4 separate regions of the Mus musculus genome follow, and all the other regions are linked to region 4. A link is a contact called in public Micro-C and promoter capture Hi-C data. All regions are on one chromosome and are shown on one strand. The core of a region is the stretch at or near the end of the contact, and the rest is flanking DNA. Distances in the headings are between cores, read along the strand shown. Region 1 holds the start of Kif9 (kinesin family member 9). Region 2 holds the start of Nme6 (NME/NM23 nucleoside diphosphate kinase 6). Region 3 holds the start of Cdc25a (cell division cycle 25A). Region 4 holds the start of Smarcc1 (SWI/SNF related, matrix associated, actin dependent regulator of chromatin, subfamily c, member 1).

The links. Promoter capture Hi-C pulls out the DNA fragments that hold promoters and counts their contacts. A called contact is a pair of places that touch in the nucleus more often than the background predicts.
Region 1: a contact with region 4 is called in a promoter capture Hi-C map of erythroid cells, with 5 times the contacts expected there. The contact joins the promoter of Kif9 here to the promoter of Smarcc1 in region 4. A contact is called at or near these places in 1 of 39 promoter capture datasets (erythroid cells) and 3 of 115 datasets of contacts at active chromatin or transcription factors (effector CD8 T cells, memory CD8 T cells and pancreatic cancer cells).
Region 2: a contact with region 4 is called in a promoter capture Hi-C map of erythroid cells, with 3 times the contacts expected there. The contact joins the promoter of Nme6 here to the promoter of Smarcc1 in region 4. A contact is called at or near these places in 2 of 39 promoter capture datasets (erythroid cells and stem cell-derived epiblast-like cells).
Region 3: a contact with region 4 is called in a Micro-C map of embryonic stem cells, with 4 times the contacts expected there. The contact joins the promoter of Cdc25a here to the promoter of Smarcc1 in region 4. A contact is called at or near these places in 17 of 39 promoter capture datasets (the 3T3-L1 cell line, the C10 cell line, the HPC-7 cell line and 11 more), 3 of 484 Hi-C or Micro-C datasets (embryonic stem cells and regulatory T cells), 8 of 115 datasets of contacts at active chromatin or transcription factors (embryonic stem cells, epiblast stem cells, extraembryonic endoderm stem cells and 3 more) and 4 of 9 other capture datasets (adipose tissue, embryonic stem cells, liver and 1 more).

Annotation. Positions count from the first base shown.
Region 1 is chr9:110,475,295-110,478,535 of GRCm38.p6, forward strand. It overlaps Kif9 (kinesin family member 9), which reads left to right and starts at 1,700. Exons shown (of 21, transcript NM_001163569.1): 1 at 1,700-1,820. It overlaps Klhl18 (kelch-like 18), which reads right to left and starts at 1,400. Exons shown (of 10, transcript NM_177771.5): 1 at 1,172-1,400. The coding sequence starts at 1,300.
Region 2 is chr9:109,831,250-109,834,421 of GRCm38.p6, forward strand. Nme6 (NME/NM23 nucleoside diphosphate kinase 6) reads left to right here and starts at 1,545. Exons shown (of 7, transcript NM_018757.1): 1 at 1,545-1,558; 2 at 1,947-2,046. It also overlaps the pseudogene 3000002C10Rik.
Region 3 is chr9:109,873,871-109,876,918 of GRCm38.p6, forward strand. Cdc25a (cell division cycle 25A) reads left to right here and starts at 1,709. Exons shown (of 15, transcript NM_007658.3): 1 at 1,709-2,289. The coding sequence starts at 2,120.
Region 4 is chr9:110,130,436-110,133,452 of GRCm38.p6, forward strand. It overlaps Smarcc1 (SWI/SNF related, matrix associated, actin dependent regulator of chromatin, subfamily c, member 1), which reads left to right and starts at 1,589. Exons shown (of 28, transcript NM_009211.2): 1 at 1,589-1,873. The coding sequence starts at 1,682.

The sequences.
Region 1 (3,241 bases), core at 450-2,949, 340 kb after region 4:
AACTTAAAGAGATTAAGTAATGTGCCCATGGTTACAGCTAGTGTGTTCTTTCTCCAAAGCCACCCTCAGTTTGTTTTGCTTTTTAAAGTGCCAAACCATTAACCATTCAACTTTTTTTTTTTTTTTTTTTTTTTTTGAGACAGGGTTTCTCATAGACCTGGCTGTCCTAGAACTCACTCTGTAGACCAGGCTGGTCATGAGGTCTGCTTGCCTCTGCCTCCCAAGTGCTGGGATTAAAAGAGTGCTCCACCACTGCCCAGGAGCCACCCTATTCATTCCTACCAGTCTGACTCGAATACATGGAGAAGCAATGCTTCCTTAACTCAGTAGAAGATAAAGTCTAAGAGGTGTCTGTGTCTTTCTGTTGTTTTGAAACAGGAAGAGGGAGTGTCACACCGAGACAGTAAGAGCCTTCCAGGCAAGGTCCAACAGGAAAAACCACAGGCAGGCAGTATCCCCACCTGGAGGGATCTACCTGGCTCAGCAGGGCACCAAGGTGCAGCCCTGCACGACTCAAAGCACAGGGGGCACTGGCCCTTGACACCAGACCAGAATGCTGGATGGGAACAGGTGGCAAAAATATCCCTCTCCCCAAACAGTCCTTTAGCCTGGCCTCCAGGACCTTTTAAGGTGGTGACAGTAGATTGTTTTCCAGCATGGAAGAGAGTAGCCCACATCAAAAGATTTCCAGATCCGATTCTAAAAGCGCCAAGGGCAAGCAATGACTCCTGAAGAGAAGGCTTAGCATTTACAACAGCACAGCCAACTTCAAGGAGCCCAAAGAAATGACTTTAGGACAAGATAGGATGTCTTAGTGGTACCCATCGGAATGTGGAGTCAGCCACCGCCCCTTCCTCCATGGTCTGCCTGTAAGAACATTTTCTCTTTTCTGTATGACAGAAAAGGAGGCGGATACCCCAATGTCTCCTGCTCTTAGGGCGTCAGAGGCACACCTCTCAATCTTTCCTTCCAATGGCTGAACGGCTGTCCCCTTTACTCTCCCAACTTGGCCTCATTTCCCCCTCTGCGCTTGGCACCGCTCTCTACTACTCTGTTCCCCTCTAACCTTTCTCCACCCACAGTCGGCTGGACCACTCTTCCCCTGTCCACCACCCTTTTCTTCCCGCTCAGTCCCTTTCCCCTCAGCCAGCCACCGCCCAGACCATGGTACCTTTAGCGTCACGTCGCATAGCTTGCCCTGCCGCCGGATCTCCTCCATGACGCCGTAGCCGCGACTAGGCAACTCCGACACGGAGAAATGCACCAAGTCCTCCAGCTCCTCCGCGCCGTCCTCCACCATCTTCCCCGGCCGCCGCAACTGCGCAGGCCTGGCCAGCAGGCTTCACACTAACCAGGGCGGGGCAAGGGCTCACGCTGAAGGCTGCCCAGAACGCGAAGCCGGAATCTCACTGGCCTGCGCGGCCACCGTACCCACAAAGTCCTCGACACCGGAAGTCTCGCTGCCCCGCTTCCTGGTTTATACATAGCCTTTTTCCCCCCGTAACTCAAACTCAGGCTTCGCATATACAGCTACTCTAAGCCTTCCAGGTTAATTGACTCCATCTCTGTCTTCTTTGTTCAGCTCTGACTTTCCCTGTATCTTTAACGGAGAAATGTGGGCTTAAATTCCGCCACCACCCTACACTACTTCCGTAATCCCTGCAGGCTTCCTGTTGCCATGGCGACTGTGTACACAGCCAGTCGGCTAGCTGTCCTGGTTGCGAACAGAGCTCCCTCAAGTTGCTGCAGTTCTAGCGGTCGCTCTACCCGAGCGCCACTGCCCCGCGAGGTGAGCAGTGGTCACGAGCCGGTGGCGTTAGGTAAAAGGGAAACCTGGTGGGGATATCCTCCCAGCTGCTGTCAGTGGCTGGGTTCCTAACTCCTTTGGTTCTTTTATTTGTGAAAAAAAAAAAAAAATCGGAGACACCCCTGGAGATGCTCCTTTCAACCTGGTCGCAGCTTAGGGGAGCTAGGAGTTTCTGATGTTCCTTAGTCCCACGAGTCTCCACTGAGGTCCCACGACTTGCCTTAGACGGAGAGGGCGTGAGTTTGAGTGTCAGAGATCATTAAGACACGGTGTCATCACTTAGAGCCTTCTAACTACCGAAGAGGAAAACCCTCTAGAGGGGCACAGGAATGGGACCAAGGCAATCTGTCACACACATTTTAGAAAAGCATTCCACACACTGGGTGAGAAATAGGAGAGTGGCCAGTTTTGCCTGGGTGCAAACTTTGGGTTCATCTCATGCTGAGATGCAGTAGGACCCAGTGTTGTGGGTTTAAAGGGTGTTTGTTTCTTAGTCTTTATCCCTGATCGAGGTAAGAGCATGGTAGGTATGAACGCCTAGTGCCTATGAGTAATCCCATTGACTTCTTGTCAAGCCTTCGTGGGTGTTAATGTATATCCTGCTCATTCCCAAGCCCAAAACAAATGGAGAAACACTGACTCTCTCAGCACAGAGGTCTCCTGGTGGCTCGTCAGAGTCACTTTATTATGTGAAGTATGTAAGGACTGTGTTCAGATTTCTGGGAGTATTCCATCCTGAGGGGGAAAAAACACTACCTAATGGGAGGGTATCTTGAGACTGAGCATGGCTTCTTGTACTGGGAAATGAAGTATCCTCCCCAGAACGCTGCAAGTTCAGGGATTAGAGTAGTGTGGGAGGGGAGTGACATATCACATACCTTGGCACTCTCTCAGTAGTGGCTGAAGATGGTGGACCCACCTATGGAGATTCAGTCACCCTCTGACTTCCAGCCATGAGTATCACCATCAACTACCATTTCTTGAGCACCTGGTGTGTGCTGGGCGCTGTTCTGGACCTTGTGGGGGGCATCACAAGAGGTAAACGGCACGACCCTTATCCTCAAGCAGCTTGTAATTTGACTTGGGAGCTGAAGCCCACATAAATGAAGCGGCATAAGAACGGTAGCAAGCAGTACCTCAGTAAGTGCGAAATGGCATGTGCTTCCTTCCGCGGCACTGTTGGCTAGTGGGCTCCCGAGAGGAGTATAGACCCTCGGAAAGGCTTGTTGCCAACTGCGCATGACTCCAGGGATGCTCGGCGGCATGAGCATCCGGAGGACCCTGGAAAGGTCGGATGGGGGGGCTGCATGTGCACGCGCGCGTTGGAAGTTGTAGGGCAGAAACGGGGGGGAAAGCTCTGGAGCAGCCTTTGAGCTGGCCTGTGAACCCGCTTCCAGAACTCTCTGGATTCTTTGTAATTCCTTCTAGATGTTA
Region 2 (3,172 bases), core at 295-2,794, 300 kb before region 4:
GACCATGTAGTTGAGGTCAATGAAGGGGTTGTTGATGGCAACAACCTCTACTTTGCCATGTGGAGAGCAGAAGGCAGCCGTGGTGACCAGGCGCCCAATATAGCTAAATCCGTTCACACAAACCTTCACCATTTTGTCTACCGGATGAGGCTGGCACTGCCCAAGAAGATGCAGCTGTCTCTGGAACAGGGAGGAGCAGAGAGCCTCTTCGTTAGTTCTTAACAACAGTTCCAAATAAACCTCTACATCCTCCTTTACATCTGCCCTTTGATTATGCTGGCTTGTTGTTGAGAATGGTTGAAACACATGTAAACTATGCAACCAGTCTTCCACTGTGTGTGTTGTATGTGCATGCAGAAGCCACATAGGCAGAAGGAAAACTGAGCTCATGGGAGGTCTCTTATACTCCAGAGGTATGTTAATGAGGATGAACTATAGAAAGTAAACTTGGGGGGCTGGTGAGATGGCTCAGTGGGTAAGAGCACTGACTGCTCTTCCAAAGGTCCTGAGTTCAAATCCCAGCAACCACATGGTGGCTCACAACCATCCGTAATGAGATCTGACACCCTCTTCTGGTACGTCTGAAGACAGCTACAGTGTACCTGAGCGAGCGAAGTGGACCAGAGCAAGTGGGGCTGATCAGAGTGAGCAAAGGTCCTAAAAATTCAGTTCCCAACAACCACATGAAGGCTCACAACCATCTGTACAGCTACAGTGCACCCATATACATAAAATAAATAATAATATTATTAAAAAAAAAAAAAAAAAGAAAGTAAGTAAACTTGGGCATGGCCGGCCTGGGAAGTAAAATTAAAACAAGATGCCTGACTGCAGGTATATAGTAAGGTTATTCTCATCCCGTGAAAGCAGAAATGAACTCATGCCTTCACCAGCAGGACAGGCAGACAGACAAAAAATGAACTTTCAGACTGGAGAGATGGCTCAGTGTTTAAGAGCACTCACTGATCTTGCAGAGAAGGTGGGTTCGATACCAGAACCCACACAATGGTTCAAAACATCTGTAACTTCAGTTCCAGCTGACAGCCCTTTCTGGCCTCTACTGGCACCAGTCACCCTGGTGCTGTACCCAGACATACCTACAGGCAAAACATCATAATAAATGGATTTTCACACTAGAGAGATAGCTCAGTGGTTAAGGGTACGGCACAGACTGCTCTTCATGGGAACCTGGGTTATATTCCCAATACCCAGGTCTAAGCTCACAGCCATCAGGTTCCAGAGGATCCAGCGCCCTCTCCTGGTTTCATAGGCACAAGGAACGCACGTGAAACATACATGCGCAGGCAGAATACGCTTACACGTAAAAAATTTTTAAATTAAAGCCTTTAAAAAAAATAAAGAAATGGACTTTCCTGAGGAAGATACGCTGTGTAAACAAGCTGCCGGCGCCGCAACAGATCTCTCTAGCCCACCAGGCGTGCAGCGCCAGACTGCAGGATCCGGAGGGCTGCCCTGCCGCGTGCCTGAAGGACCCCAAAGGACCCGTGGGCTATCTTGCTCAGTGCCTGGTGACCAGGAGGATTGGCGGGAGTACCAGGTGAACCCAGAACCCGGGCTCGCTTTGGAGACCGAATAACTGAGTCTGGTGTGGGCTTCGGCCTGTAGTAGAGAAGCCCAGGTTGTTCGGTTGTGTCCTAGAATACGAGGGCAATAGGAGGGTTGGGAGCCAAGACTTAGGGGGCGGCTGGGGAGGGAGGGAGACGAGTAGGAGGTGTGGCTGCAGAAGTGGAGTTGACGGGCCAGCGACCACGTGACTAGCGTGGGCGCTAAAGTAGTGGCTTCCTCAGTTGGCCAGGCAACTTGTAAAACGTGTAAATGTCTGATCGGTTGACAAAGTCAAGCCAGTTTCTTTGCTTGGCAGCACTTTCTTGTAAACCAATAACTAAGACAGCCCTAACCTAACTGGAACCACACCCTCTCTACAGATCGCCGGTCCTCCCAGGAGACCCCTTAGCAGCCTGGCCTTGGAATGGCTAGATCAGGTTCATGCACTGATTCATCCAGCTAAGATCTGTGGAAATCCAGGTATGTACTAGGCACCCTGCGGAGGGACTGAGGTGAAGATGGTGAGCAAAGCGGACTTGTGCTTTCATGAAGCTGTCCTTTATGTGGACTATGTAACCGAAGGAAGCATTGAGAAAGTATGACTGCAGACGTGAGCCGAGTGCAAATGGGCAAGTGGGAGATAAGCAGGGAGTGGAACTTGGGGGCTGGGGGGAGAGGATGGGAACACGTCCTTACACGAAGATAGTCAGGCCAGAAAGGCATGGGACTGAAAACACCTATGACACTGGAGCAGAAGAAGTAAGGTGCACCACATGAACCCAGAGGAGTGCCCAGGGACAGAAGTGCCAAAAAGGGCAGGTTAACGTCCCAGAGTCTGTGTGAGGACCTTTGTCTTCAAAAATCAGAATATCCTTTGGAGGGTTAAAGAGGAGTCTATATGATTAGCTTTCATTCCAGTAGCTGTAATGTTCTTTAGCACAGATTTGCAGAGTGGCGAGAGTAAAGTTTAGACACCATCACAGAGGGTGTCACAGAAGTCCAAGACAAAGGGGTAATGGTAATTATAAGGAAAAGATTTGTATGGACTTTTTTTTTCTGGTTTTGGTTTTTCGAGACAGGGTTTCTCTGTGTAGCCCTGGCTGTCCTGGAACTCACTCTGTAGACCAGGCTGGCCTCGAACTTAGAAGTCCACCTGCCTCTGCCTCCCAAGTGCTGGGATTAAAGGCGTGCTCCACCACTGCCCAACTTGTATGGACGTTTTTGTCCTTACAAATTTGTAGAGGTGAGATTCTCAGAACTTGGTAATAGTGTGGAGAGTGAGGAACTGGGAGTCTCAAGGACATCCCCATGGCCACTGTGCCATGTGACCATCTAGAATATTATTAGGTTAAATGGGTGTGCTGTTCCCGTACTGGTTAGGTGAGGCTTGGCTCCATAGTTAAAATGGAACATCCAGTGTAAGCTGTAAAGAAGATTTGAGCAGAAGAAACATTAGCATAGTTTCTTTGTTTTGCTCTTAACCCTGGTACAACTACCATGGCTGCTAAGCTATATTCAGGCTAAAAATAATGAGAATGTTACCTGATTGTGCCCAGTGTGTGGCCCTGGACACCTTCTCTGTATTTGTAGACAGATAGAAATGATA
Region 3 (3,048 bases), core at 459-2,958, 260 kb before region 4:
CTAAAGGAGTGCGCCACCACGCCCCGCTTTACATTTTTTTTTTTTTTTTTTTTTTGGTGTTGCTTGTTTTTTGAGAAGGGCCTTAAGTAGCCCCACCTGGCCTAGAACTCCCTGTGCAGCTGAAGGTGACTTTAAATTTCTGCTTCCAACTCCCACATTCTGTAGTTGCAGGTATTTCTCACCTTCCCCAGCTCAAATTACATCCTTTGAGCAATGTAACTGGGGAAGCTCAATGGGGGTAGGGTGGGATGTAGCTTACTTAGAAGTGTTTACCTAACAAGCACAAAACTAAGTTCAGTGGTGAACTGGGAGATCAAATTCAAGGCCATCCTTGACTATAGAGAGTCCAAAGCCAGCCTGACTGCACGGGACCCTGTCTCAAAAGAAAAATATATGGAATCACAAATATGGCCATAGTGAAGATACTTAAGAAGCCCATAACCATGTCTTGTGATATAATGGTTATTCATCTAAATAGTGAATAAAGTAACTACCTTCCCTTCACTCTGGTCCCTCCTGGAATTATTTTTGTGATGTAAGACTTGTAAAGATTAAGTACACTAGTAGAGTTATCACACATGAAACACTGTCATGTACATAAACACTAAATGTTGCCTAGTACTTTTACAGTGATTTGAATGGCTCCCATGGGCTCATATGATTGAATGCTTGATCCCCAACTGTTTGGGAGGGATTTTAGAGAAGGTGTGGCCTTGTTGGAACAGGTGTGTAGATGGGAGTGGGTTTTGAGTTCTTAAAAACCCACACCAGGCAAAGTCTCTCTCTCTCTCTCTCTCTCTCTCTCTCTCTCTCTCTCTCTCTCTCTCTCTCTCTTCCTCCCTCCCTCCCTCCCTCCCTCCCTCCCTCTCCCTCTTCCTTTCTCCATCCCACCTCCCCCCACCCCCTTCTCTCTGCTTGCTATCTGTGGATCATAGCTCTCAACTACTCCTGTTTCAGCCCGGGCTATTAAAAAAAAAAGTCCCTATTTCAAAAATTAATTAAATTAATTAATCAGAGTCTGGAGCAGGAATGGTGGCACATGCCTTTAATTTCAGCATTCGAGAGGCAGAGACAGAGGCAGATCGATCTGAATTCGAGGCCAGACTGGTCTACAGAGCGGGTTCGAGGACAGCTAGGGCTACACAGAGAAACCCAGTCTCGAAAAAGAAAAAAAGAAAGACAAAATCAGAGCCTGAAGTCCTGTGAAGGAAAAGAGGGATCCAGGATCCATGGTACTGTACCACACAGTTAGAGAAGAGCCAACGCCTGGTCCAGATGGCCTTCCCTAGTCTCTCTGTCTCCTAAAAAAAAAAAAAAAAAAAAAAAAAAAAAAAAAAAAAGTGCACAGCACTATGCTCAGTAGCTCAGACAGGTGTGTAGCACACGCTGTAGGAACTACACTACCCAGCATGCAACTGAAAAAGAGCGGGGCCTTTCGGTAGGGACTAGCGCCCCCACAGAAAGTTTCATTGACTCCTTTCTCATTTCAGCCACCTCCCAACTCTTCAGGCTTCGCCCCCACCGAGAGAGGGCGTGACCTCGAGGAGGCCCACGAGACGCTTCCTCCTTTCCTTCTCATTGGTCCGGCTCAGCTGTCATTCGGGAGCGAGGAGAAGTTTGCTTCCTGATTGGTGAATTCCGTTTGGCGCCAACTAGGAAAGGGGCGGGGCGGCGGCTATCCTGAGTGTGCAGCAATTAACGCTAAGGCCACTTTGGTGGTGAGGGAAGTGAAGGTTCCTTCTCTGCGAGCCGGCTACGGAGCAAGGAGGGAGAAAAAAAGTGAGGCGAGTTAGTCGGAGCGGTGGTCTCAAGACTCTTCCTCCACGGAGTTTGTTTGGATTTAATCTTGAGGTTGCAGGCGCCCGCCCGCCTGCGGGCCTCGCGGGACAGAGAGGGAAGCACCGGTGCTTGTGCCTGGCGCCTGCCGAGTCCCCTACGCTCGCCGGTCCGCGCCGCTGCCCGTGGCGGCCGCGTCTCTGAACCGCGGGGTCGTGTTTGTGTTTGACCCGCGGGCGCTGGTGGCGTGGCACGCGGCTGAAGCCGGTGCCAGCGGGGCGGGGCCCGGCGCAGCGGAGGCGGAGGAAGACGGAGCGGGAGTCCGGGCAGGCCCGGCGGCGCCATGGAACTGGGCCCGGAGCCCCCCCACCGCCGCCGCCTGTTCTTCGCTTGCAGCCCCACGCCTGCGCCGCAGCCCACGGGGAAGATGCTGTTTGGCGCGTCAGCTGCTGGCGGACTGTCCCCTGTCACCAACCTGACGGTCACCATGGACCAGCTGGAAGGACTGGGCAGGTGAGAGACCAGCGAGCGATGCCCCAGGCCGCTGGCCTCTGGTCGGCCCTCGGGATGATCCAGCAGGAAACAGAGTCTGTCCACTTGGTTCTGATGCTCCGACCCGGAATGGCCTGGCTAGGGCCCGCCATGTGCACCCTCCCTCCCGGGCGGAATGTTGGGCGGGAGAGGCCGTTCGGATAGTCCAGGGCTATCCTCAGCCAAGAGCCAGACCGCGGAGATCGAGGAAGCCTGCTGGGCATCCTGTCTTGTTCACCCCTTTCAGATTTCTCTCTACGCTGTCTCTATTCCAGAAAAGTCTTTGGAATCTACCCTTATGGGGGTTGGGAGGGAGGGTGAGAATGGGTCCTCCTAGGCCCTCTTTGCTGAACCACCCGCGCCGGATCTTAGTTTCCTGTAAGCTTTGTTCCTTCTCAACAAAGGGACGTGGCATTTTCTTTTCTTGCATTTGTGTAAAATCTATGCAGCCACCTGGCCGGCACGTTTCTTGTATCTACCCATCTACTACCTTTTTTAAGCTATCACTTTTTACCTAACTTTTCCATATTGGAAATCTTCGAGGACTTTGTAGTCCTACACCACTATCACTAACAAAAATGCTTAACACTATTTTTAGTGAAGTTGCTTTTCCTTCGATGTTGGGTATTTCGCCTCCTAAACTTGTCTTACAACTTTTGCAAACCCTGAAAAGCTGGGACTCCTGGCCTAGTCACCTTTGCCCTTACTCCTGGCTCACTCAGAACCTCAGACTGAGGCTCT
Region 4 (3,017 bases), core at 339-2,838:
GGTTTCTCTATATAGCCCTGGCTGTCCTGGAACTCACTCTGTAGACCAGGCTGGCCTCGAACTCAGAAATTGGCCTGCCTCTGCCTCTGGAGTGCTGGGGATTAAAGGCATGTGCCACCACGCCCGGCTTTAAAAGAACTTTTAAATTACATTTATGCATTTACTTTATGTTGCTTATGTCTGTGGGTGTGAATGTGCCATGACAAGCATGTCATTCCAGGCTGCCTGTAGAAGTCAGAGGACAAGTTAGTTGGTTGGTTCTCTCCTTCCATTGTTCCAGTTCCAGAATTGAATTTAGGTCGTCACTATTGGCATTACCCGCTGAGCCATTTCACTGCCCTGCTCCATTTTGTTGTTGAGACAGGGTCTCTGTATGTAGTCTTGGAACTCACTATGGTAACAAGCTGGCCTAAAAGTCAGCGACCTCCTGAGTGCTAGGATTACTACCACCCAGAATTAGGTATGGGTGATGTATGTGTGCCACAGTACACAGTCAGGGTGTAACTTCGTGAAGAATTTCACCTTCTACTTTTATGAGAATTCTGGGGTTCCAACTCAGGTTGCCAAGCTTTTTAAGAACTGAGCCAAATACATAACCTGAGACAACTAGTCTCTTTTGTTTGTTCAGGCAGGGAGGGTTTCCTGTAGCCCTGGTTGTCCTGGCTTTCAAGCTCTATGTACATCAGGCAGGCCTGGAACTCAGAAAACCTCCTGCTTCTACCTTATGGGATTAAAGGCGTGCACACTACATCTTCTAGGCTATCTCCATTTTTTTTTAAGGTCTATAAACTCATCACACCTCCTCACTTGGAGCTTCGTGAACATATCATGTTCACGTTTCCAATACAGCCAATACATTGTTTACAATGTAAACTTTCAGCCTTCATATAGCCTTCAAATGTAGATAAAGCGTCCAGTTCCCAACGCGGATGATAAAAACACCAGGTTGAAGAGAGAGCTACAAAAAAAACCGTTGGGTAATTGTGATCACTTGTTCACTCAGGGACTGGTTTTCTGGAATACTTTTAAAGTGATGAATTTGAGAGAGTGCGAATCACAAAGGAAGATAATGTCCAGGTCGCAGAAGTAGCTGGAGCTAGGCCGACTAAGCAGAAACCATCTGATGTGGTTCGAGAAACATTAATGAAGCCCCAAGAAAGACTAGGTCTTTAATGCAGGTCCCCAAACCGACGCGGCCTCCGGGACTAGCAGGAATTGCTTACTAGCGCTCGGGGGCGGGTACGCGGGGGGGTGGGGTGGGGTGGGGCTCGGCTCGCACTGCACACCCTAGACCGCTTTTTCTAGTAGAGATACAGAACCTCCTTGAGATTGTTGACCGCCTAACGAATAGACAAACGGGGCCCGGAAGAGTCATTCGTAGTGTCTACCAACAGCAGAGGCTGAGGCTCAGTTCCGAGAGACCAGAGGAAAAGGCGGGCAGCCTCAGTCCGTAGGGGACTACCGGCGTGCTGCGCATGCGTACGCCCGCTCTCAGTGCCTGTTCGTTGCAGCTTTAGGGTCCAGAAGGGGCGTGGCCGCGCCTCGGCGCCGGAAGAGGGTTGGCTGGGCGGGGCTAGGAGGAGGAGGAGGAGGTGGCATCTGCGCGCGCGCGCGCGGGTGCGAACGGGAAACGCCGCGAGGGCCAGGCTAGGCCGGGCGGTAGACACGACGGACGGTGACTATGGCCGCGACAGCGGGTGGCGGTCCGGGAGCAGCAGCAGGCGCCGTGGGTGCAGGGGGTGCGGCGGCGGCCTCCGGGCTGGCCGTGTACCGGAGGAAGGACGGGGGCCCGGCCAGCAAGTTTTGGGAGAGCCCGGACACGGTGTCCCAGCTAGATTCGGTGCGAGTCTGGCTGGGCAAGCACTACAAGAAGGTGGGTTCGCGCGCGCCCGTGGGGACCGAGGAGCCACGCGACGGGGGCTGATGGTGGCTGCCCGCTTCGCATGTCTGGGGCCGCCCCTCCCCCCCCCCCTCCGCGCGCCACGAGGGACAACAAAGGCCGGCTCGGCGCTTGCCACGCCCCCGCGGGCGACTAGGCACGCGGCGACCTGGCCCCAGCTGCTGGCTCTCTGGGGCCCACGTACTCGCGTGGGAAGCCCCATCTCACTCTCTCTTATGTGCAGGAGAGGTGGAACTGGACAGAGTCGCAGAGCGTGTGTTTCTGTTCTTTTGTTAGCTGCCTTAGGTGTGTGAACAAAGAGCCCATCCTAATAAAAGTATCTTGAAGTTTTGTTTAGAGACCAGTTGTTGAGCGTCTAGGTAACTAAGGGCTTGCTACCCTATGTGGATTAGTAGGGGACCTTGGATGACTGGCCTTGTGGATTCATGTAGGTTTAAACCTTGTATTGTACAATTGATATAGAACTATTAAAAGTGTTGGTTTTCCACTTCATTGTACTTTAGGTGGTGTGTAAGGATGTGAGTACAAGCGAGAGTTAGGTTTTTTTGTTTGTTTGTTTTGTTTTTCGTAGCCCTGGCTGTCCTGGAACTCACTTTGTAGACCAGGCTGGCCTCGAACTCAGAAATCCTCCTGCCTCTGCCTCCCAAGTGCTGGGATTAAAGGCATGCGCCACCACACCTGGCGAGAGCTTAGTTTTTATCATATATATATTTTTTGCAATGTTAATTTTTTTGGGAAAAGTGTGTTTCCCGTACTTTAGAATGCAAATTCTGCTGAGTCAGTTGTTTTACAAAAGTCGTGAATTAACCCTTTGTTGACACTTTAAAAAGAATTACAACTATTTACTTTGGAGGGGTACACACAACTCCTGTTTTCATGTCCACTTAAGCAAATCAATTCTCCTCGAACACCATACTGGTCCAGGAATTGAACTTAGATACTTTTTTTTTTTTCAGAGACAGGGTTTCTCTGTATAGCCCTGGCTGTCCTGGAACTCACTTTGTAGACCAGGCTGGCCTCGAACTCAGAAATCAGCCTGCCTCTGCCTCCCAAGTGCTGGGATCAAAGGCATGGGCCACCCGGCTTGAATTTAGATCTTGATGCTTGTGACAAGTGC